2 separate regions of the Ovis aries genome follow, and region 2 is linked to region 1. Evidence: chromatin contacts called from public Hi-C data. All regions are on one chromosome and are shown on one strand. The core of a region is the stretch at or near the end of the contact, and the rest is flanking DNA. Distances in the headings are between cores, read along the strand shown.

Region 1 (3,037 bases), core at 250-2,749:
GTAATGAACTATCTCACAAATAAACCCAAATAATAGCAATTATTTTTAACCATATATGCAGCTGTGCAACTGAACTGAGACTCAGTTGATGTAGACTGGGTTTGGTGATACAGCTCTGCTACACATTGTAGCTCTGTGATATTGTTATACAACTCTGTAACTATGAGAGCTTTCCTTATTCTATCAGGCCTAGATTTCTCAAATAATTTAGGTTCCATTAGTGTTTTTCCAGATAGTGGACATGATGAAGCTTTATTTGCATAACATTTTTGAGGACATTGAGATAGAGTACCAGCTTTGGAAGATTTCTTCAAAATTGTAAAGGGAGTGTTGATGGCCGTAGAATTTGAACCAAGAGGAGATAAGAACTCTATAGAAGTTCTTGGTGAGACAAAGAGAGAATGAAGTTCTGAGAGTAGAAATGCCTGATGTATGCTCCATCTTGGGATGACACTTGGGTCCAGCAAGAGGAATTCTTTTGAACATGACTTTCTAGAGTTCTTAGGTGCCTTTGGCTCAGCTGAATATCTGTTTTCTCAGTTATCATAGCATTACTTCTCTTCATGACTCCAGAATGTTGTAAAGCCACAGATATCAGAAACTTTTGGAAAGAGCTATATGATCATTTAAGCAGAGAAAACTAATTTCCAACTTCAGGGACATTGGTGGAAGGTACCAATAATTTCATAGATGTATGAAGAGCACCGGTGGTCAGAGATTACCGATGATAGTAGGTGGGCAAGAACATTGATAATATGAACTCTTGTGAGAAACTAACAAAGCTGAGTAAAATAAATAAGTTGCAAAAGTAAAAACTGACAAAGCTGGGAAAAAATGTATGCCCAAGACAAATTCCTTTATTGTTTAAAAGAATACATTTATTAGTGTCTTTTGGGGATGCCCAGATGTCTCATGGGTAAAGAATCTGCTTTCAGTGCAGGAGACGAGGTTTTGATCCCTGGGTTGGGAAGATCTCCTGGAGAAAGAAATGGCAACCCACTCCTGTATTCTTGCCTGGGAAATCTGATGGACAGAGGAGCCTGGCGGGCTACAGTCCATGGGGTCACTAAAGAGTTGGACACAACTTAGCGTCTTTTAATTGACCTTTTCCCAATCAGATTCATTTTGAATCTTGGACTCATGAAATTCTTTAGAGGCACACTAGAGGACACTGTTGAGTTATAAATATCCCAGTGCTGTTTGCCTGGTTCCTATTAATGCTGAACTTGCAACTACTTTCATTGATGTCAGTATTTCACCTTCTGAGCTAGCAGTAGGATTTGAAAAAGACATGGAGATTTGTTTCCAGTGCAGAAAGAAAAAATGACTTAAAACAGTGCTTGTTGAAAAATAGGGAAGAAAAATGCATATTTGTGAAGGAGTACTGATTTTTTTTTCTTTTGGCATTTTTTGGTTATAAATTCACATTACTGATACAGCCAATATACAAAACACAGTTGTAGCAACCAGAGAAAGAAACAGGATATGACCCCCTTTATGAGATGCTCATAATATTCCCAAGGAGGCAGGGGAAAAGTCCATTCATCTGCATTTTATTCAGAAGGCTCTTTTCTTTTGCTTGTCATTTTGGAATGGGCTTAACTGTTGCTAAAAAGTTACAGGAACAACAGAGCTAGAAATCATCTGTTTCTTCACAAAACAAATTCACTCCAGATCAGCCATGTGATCTGCCCCTGCAGTGCCCAGCCCTCTGACCTGAGTCTTGCTGGAACAGCATCTCTTTGGGGACTGACAAAGAATTCCTGTTCTAAGTTCTTCATGTTATTTCTTTCAAGTTTGGTGCCTGCTGTAATACTGAGTCCTCTTAAACCAGATACTGAGAAGTAAAACTAAAAGCCCAAATCCATTCAACAGAGAACTCACTGTGCAGATCTGAGATAAAATAAGCCACAAATATTTGAGCAGTATCAGGATATACATTGCACAATTTAAAAAAATTTGGTCGGGATGATTTGAGTTTTCTCACTGGCAGAACTGGGGTAGTTATGTGACCATTTAAATTGCTTCCAACATTTTATTCACACCAATCTCAGAAGATTCTTAATTTCAAAAAATATTTTGTATTAATAGAATCAGCTCTAAGTCTGTTTTTTTTTTCTATCAACAATACAGTTATATCAGTTTAGAAATATTTTAGGAATGATGTGCTCTTATTAATTTCCACTAAAAAGCATTTATTAAAAACATGCATTTGTTGATGCAGTTACCATACACAGCTAGTTTTGTGTGACTCCTAGTCACCTGATGTCTGCCCTCCTCTGAGGCACCAGATAGACCTGGAATTGCATCCCAGCCCAGCGAGTTGTTCATCCCAGGGCTCTCTTGGGCAACTTGGTTGATTCTATGAGTCTCTAATTGATGAAGATAATTTTTTTTATCATAATGGCTTTGTAAGGGTGAAATGATACATTGCTATGAAGTGGACAAGTTGGCAAAGTATTCAGTGGAATCTAGCGGGTTCCCTTTTGCAGCCTCTTGAAGCCAGCAATGACGCAGTAGGAACAGAGTCCAAACTGCCGCGTCATTGTGTGTCCCCACATCAGCCTGCAAAGATCTCACAAGGGAAGAGAAAATACTACAGATGGGGAGACACATCTCATGCACTATCATGTCAAAGGAAAAGCATAGTTCCTGTCCAAAACCTGGAATACATTTGAGCTATTAATAATACATGCTGCACTCCAGAGTATTTTAATCAAGTCTTGTGAACGACTTTGGATCAAAGAAGCGAATCAATCAACAGACGTAGAGCTTCTAGGGGACTTACCTGGCAGTTCAGTGTCTAAGACTGCCTTCTGAGCTTCTCTGGTGACTCAGTGGTAAAGAATCTACCTGCCAACGCAGGAGACTTGAGTTCGATCCCTGGTCCGGGAAGCTCCCACGTAACGTGGGGCAACTAAGCCCCAGGCCCCGTGCTCTGCACCAACAGAAGCCACCTCGATGAGAAGGCTGCACAACTCAGCTAGAGAGGGACCGCCACTCGCTGCAACTAGAGAAGAGCCCCCACAACAACAAA
Region 2 (3,037 bases), core at 359-2,858, 240 kb after region 1:
CAATTCATGGGGTCACAAAGAGTCAGACACGACTGAGCGACTCAACTAACTGAACTGCTATAATTAATATAAATATTTTTAATAAAATTCAACAAAATTTTAAAGTATTCTTTTCACTACATATAGAAGTCTTAGTATTGAGAAGCCCAACAGTAAATACTGAGTGTGTAGTAGAAAGAAAAATTAGCTAAGTGAGTTTTCTGAGTTGATAGAGCTATAGTTGAAAACAAAAGTCCTTTTCAAGTATATTCTTTCTTTTCTTACCAATATATACTTTGTATTATACTTAGATTATATAGTGGATATTTTCCTATTCGTCCTGGTGCATTAGAGTTTAACATCAGCTCTCATTGTTCACAGTGTGATGTTTTTATATACTTTCTGCATGCTGTAAATGAACATACTAGCACTGTGCATGTATTAAAATCTCTAATTTTTCACATTATCTATTATAAAAGAAATTATAAATTGGTAGGAAAGGGGAGATGGAGAAGGAAATGGCAACCCACTCCAGTGTTCTTGCCTGGAGAATCCCAGGGATGGGGGAGCCTGGTGGGCTGCCATCTATGGGGTCGCACAGAATTGGGGACGAGTGAAGCGACTTAGCAGCAGCAGCAGGAAAGGGGAGAAGGCAGTCATTTAAGCTGATTTTTTAACAAAGGGGATTTGATACATTGTTTGAAAAAGGAAACAGCCTCAGATAGTAACTGACGAGCAGTCAGGTTTTTAGCCTTGAGCATCCTGTGAAAACCACGAGACCAACTCACCCAAGGTTCTCAGCAGTCGCTTGCGGGAGATGGTCACGTTCTCTTCGAAAGTATACCAAGAAATCTTCCCCTCCCCACTCGCTGCGGTTCCCAGTGACCTCTCTCTTCTGCAAAGCCTTAGGTTACCGAGTGACCGGCATCAACGCAGCCCTCCCTCGCGGTTCTGCCTTTCTTTCTTACAGGTAGTTGGATCAGTCCTGCCAAAGTTCCTACCATACCGCTGGCGTGGCCCCCACGTGCCATTTCAGGCCAGAGTGCAGTGTTTACTTGTAAGCAGCTACTTTTGTTGTGCAGCGCCTTTAGCAGTGAAGCCAGAGGCAGACTGCCAACGCTCCTAAAAGCCAGGGGTGGTAGGTGGTAGGTGGCGCGGCAGGAGAGCCCTCGCGTCCTCCCTGTGGCCGCCCCCTCCGTGGACTGGGAGGTGTTCAGAACCTGGGCGAGTCTCTCCGGCTGCCTCTTTCCGGAGAAGGATCTCCAGGCCTTAGTCCCGCACCGCTCCCGCCCACACCTTCAGGTGTGTATTCCCCGCCCTTAATTACTCTTCTAAAATTGATAGTTTGCACTTCTTGGCGAAGTGCAAGTGCAAACTGGGAAAGCGGAAGAGAAATGTATAATCATGGACATGGAGAACTAGGGGCGCACAGTCACACTTGCTTTAGTCTGCAGACCCAGTCAGTCGCAAACTCAGAAATAGAAACGTGTGCACCTTTCGGGCAGCAAAGTTGACTCCGCGTTCTTCGCAGCCTCGAGTTAAAAGCTGCGCTGGGAGAGCTGTGCCTGCTGGAAAGTTTGGACACGAACTACGCGAGAGGCCAGACGTTAGGGTTTCCGCGGGCCCGGCGATGTCTTCCAGAGCTTTTCAAGTGGGAAGAAAAGAGCGACAAAATGAAAATGCAACGTGTGGGGGTGGCCACCCGAGTCCCGCAAGCTGCCGGTCTCAGAGGTGAGCGCGGGAGCGGGTGCGGGGTGGGGAGCTGGAGTTGGAGGCCAGAGGGTCTCGGGCCGCGGGTGGGTTCTCTCCGGGTGGGGGGCGCTGGGAAGATGATGAATGGGAGGCTTGAGCTACCTTCCGCCCCCGCCCTGCAGACGGGGCTGGAAGTCCAACTAAATGGGGGAGGAGGAGCGCCGAGGGTCGGGGCTCGGGGGGCGTCGCGCCAGGTAAGGGAATGAGCCAGGGGGAGGGAGTCGGGAGGTGCAGGACTTGCTGACTTGTGCTACGTGGAGCCAGCAGAAAAGAAGGAGGCGGAGGAAGAAGGCGGCCGGCGTCGGCGCGGCTCCCGTGGCCCTCCCTCGGCGCCCCCTCCCCCGCCGCCCCTGCCAGCGCGCCAAAGCCGGAGCACTCCGGGCGGAGCGGCGGCAGACGCTCCCCGAGCCGCGACGCCCCTGTCCCCCTGCGGAGCCCGCCCGGGTGTCGGGCGGCCAGGGTCCCCCCCCCCGCTGCTGAGCCCTTCCCGGCCTCCCGGCCGCGCTCGGGACCCCGGCGGGGTGGGCGCAGGGGGCGGCCCCGCTCCGGGCGACGGCCGAGGGGCGGGCGGAGGGCCGGGCTCGGCGGGCCGCGGGGCGGGGGCTGCGGGGATTGACCGCGCAGCCTGAGGCCAGCCTGGGGGCGGCGGGAGCCGGACGCGAGGCGGCGGCGGGCGCAGGTAAAGGCGCGGGCGCGGCGCGGGCAGACGGTACCCTCTGAGCGCAGAGCCTGCGGCCGCCGGGTCCCTTCCGCGGCCAAAGGGCGCCCCGGGATCGCGCTTCCCGGCAGCAGACGCGCTTTGTGGCTGTGGGTGCGTGTGTTTGTGCGTGTGTTTGTGTGTGTGTGTATACGCGCGCGCCTGTGCCGGGTGTGGGTGCGTGTCTATGCCCGCGGGCCAGCCTGTAGGAGCGAGGCGCTGCCGGCCTCCCCAACCAGTTGACCGAGCCCCGGGAGAGCAGTTGCGGCAGCCGCCCGGGGTCCCCGCCCTCCGGTCCCCAGCGCGCTCCGGGGCCCACGCTGTGCGCTGTGCCTGCGATCGGGACCCGCCCAAGTGACACGTAGGTGGTCCCCGCTTACCTGGGACTGGGTGGGGGCACAAGAAGGCAGGCGGGGGGCGCTCTACGACCTCCCCAAGCCGTGTCCGGGTGGCCTTGGGCCGCCGGGGGTCCTCGCGCCCCGCAGCGCCGGGCTCCCGCACCACTTGCTTCTCACCCCCACTCAGCCGTCTCTCCCGGCTGAGGACTTAAAGCTTAAGTTTCTGCTCACCCGCCTAATAAACACGTTTATCAAGTAACTGGGAAGTCTA

The links. A called contact is a pair of places that touch in the nucleus more often than the background predicts.
Region 2: a Hi-C map of tail adipose tissue shows a contact between it and region 1, with 9 times the contacts expected there. The contact joins the promoter of LPAR1 here to the enhancer-like site in region 1. A contact is called at or near these places in 4 of 16 Hi-C or Micro-C datasets (hypothalamus, skin fibroblasts and tail adipose tissue).

The regions. Positions count from the first base shown.
Region 1 is chr2:12,147,657-12,150,693 of ARS-UI_Ramb_v3.0, forward strand. No RefSeq gene overlaps it. Among named protein-coding and RNA genes, the nearest start is that of TRNAC-ACA, 99 kb to the right of the region's middle. Within about 2 kb of position 1,500, at least 2 of the 54 cell types and tissues checked have an H3K27ac peak or open chromatin away from gene starts, as enhancers often do. A contact at or near this core is called in tail adipose tissue, where this site is marked.
Region 2 is chr2:12,383,145-12,386,181 of ARS-UI_Ramb_v3.0, forward strand. LPAR1 (lysophosphatidic acid receptor 1) reads left to right here and starts at 1,609. Exons shown (of 5, transcript NM_001009332.1): 1 at 1,609-1,710. LOC114112928 (a long non-coding RNA gene) reads right to left here and starts at 2,976. Exons shown (of 3, transcript XR_009599117.1): 1 at 2,809-2,976; 2 at 1,474-1,622.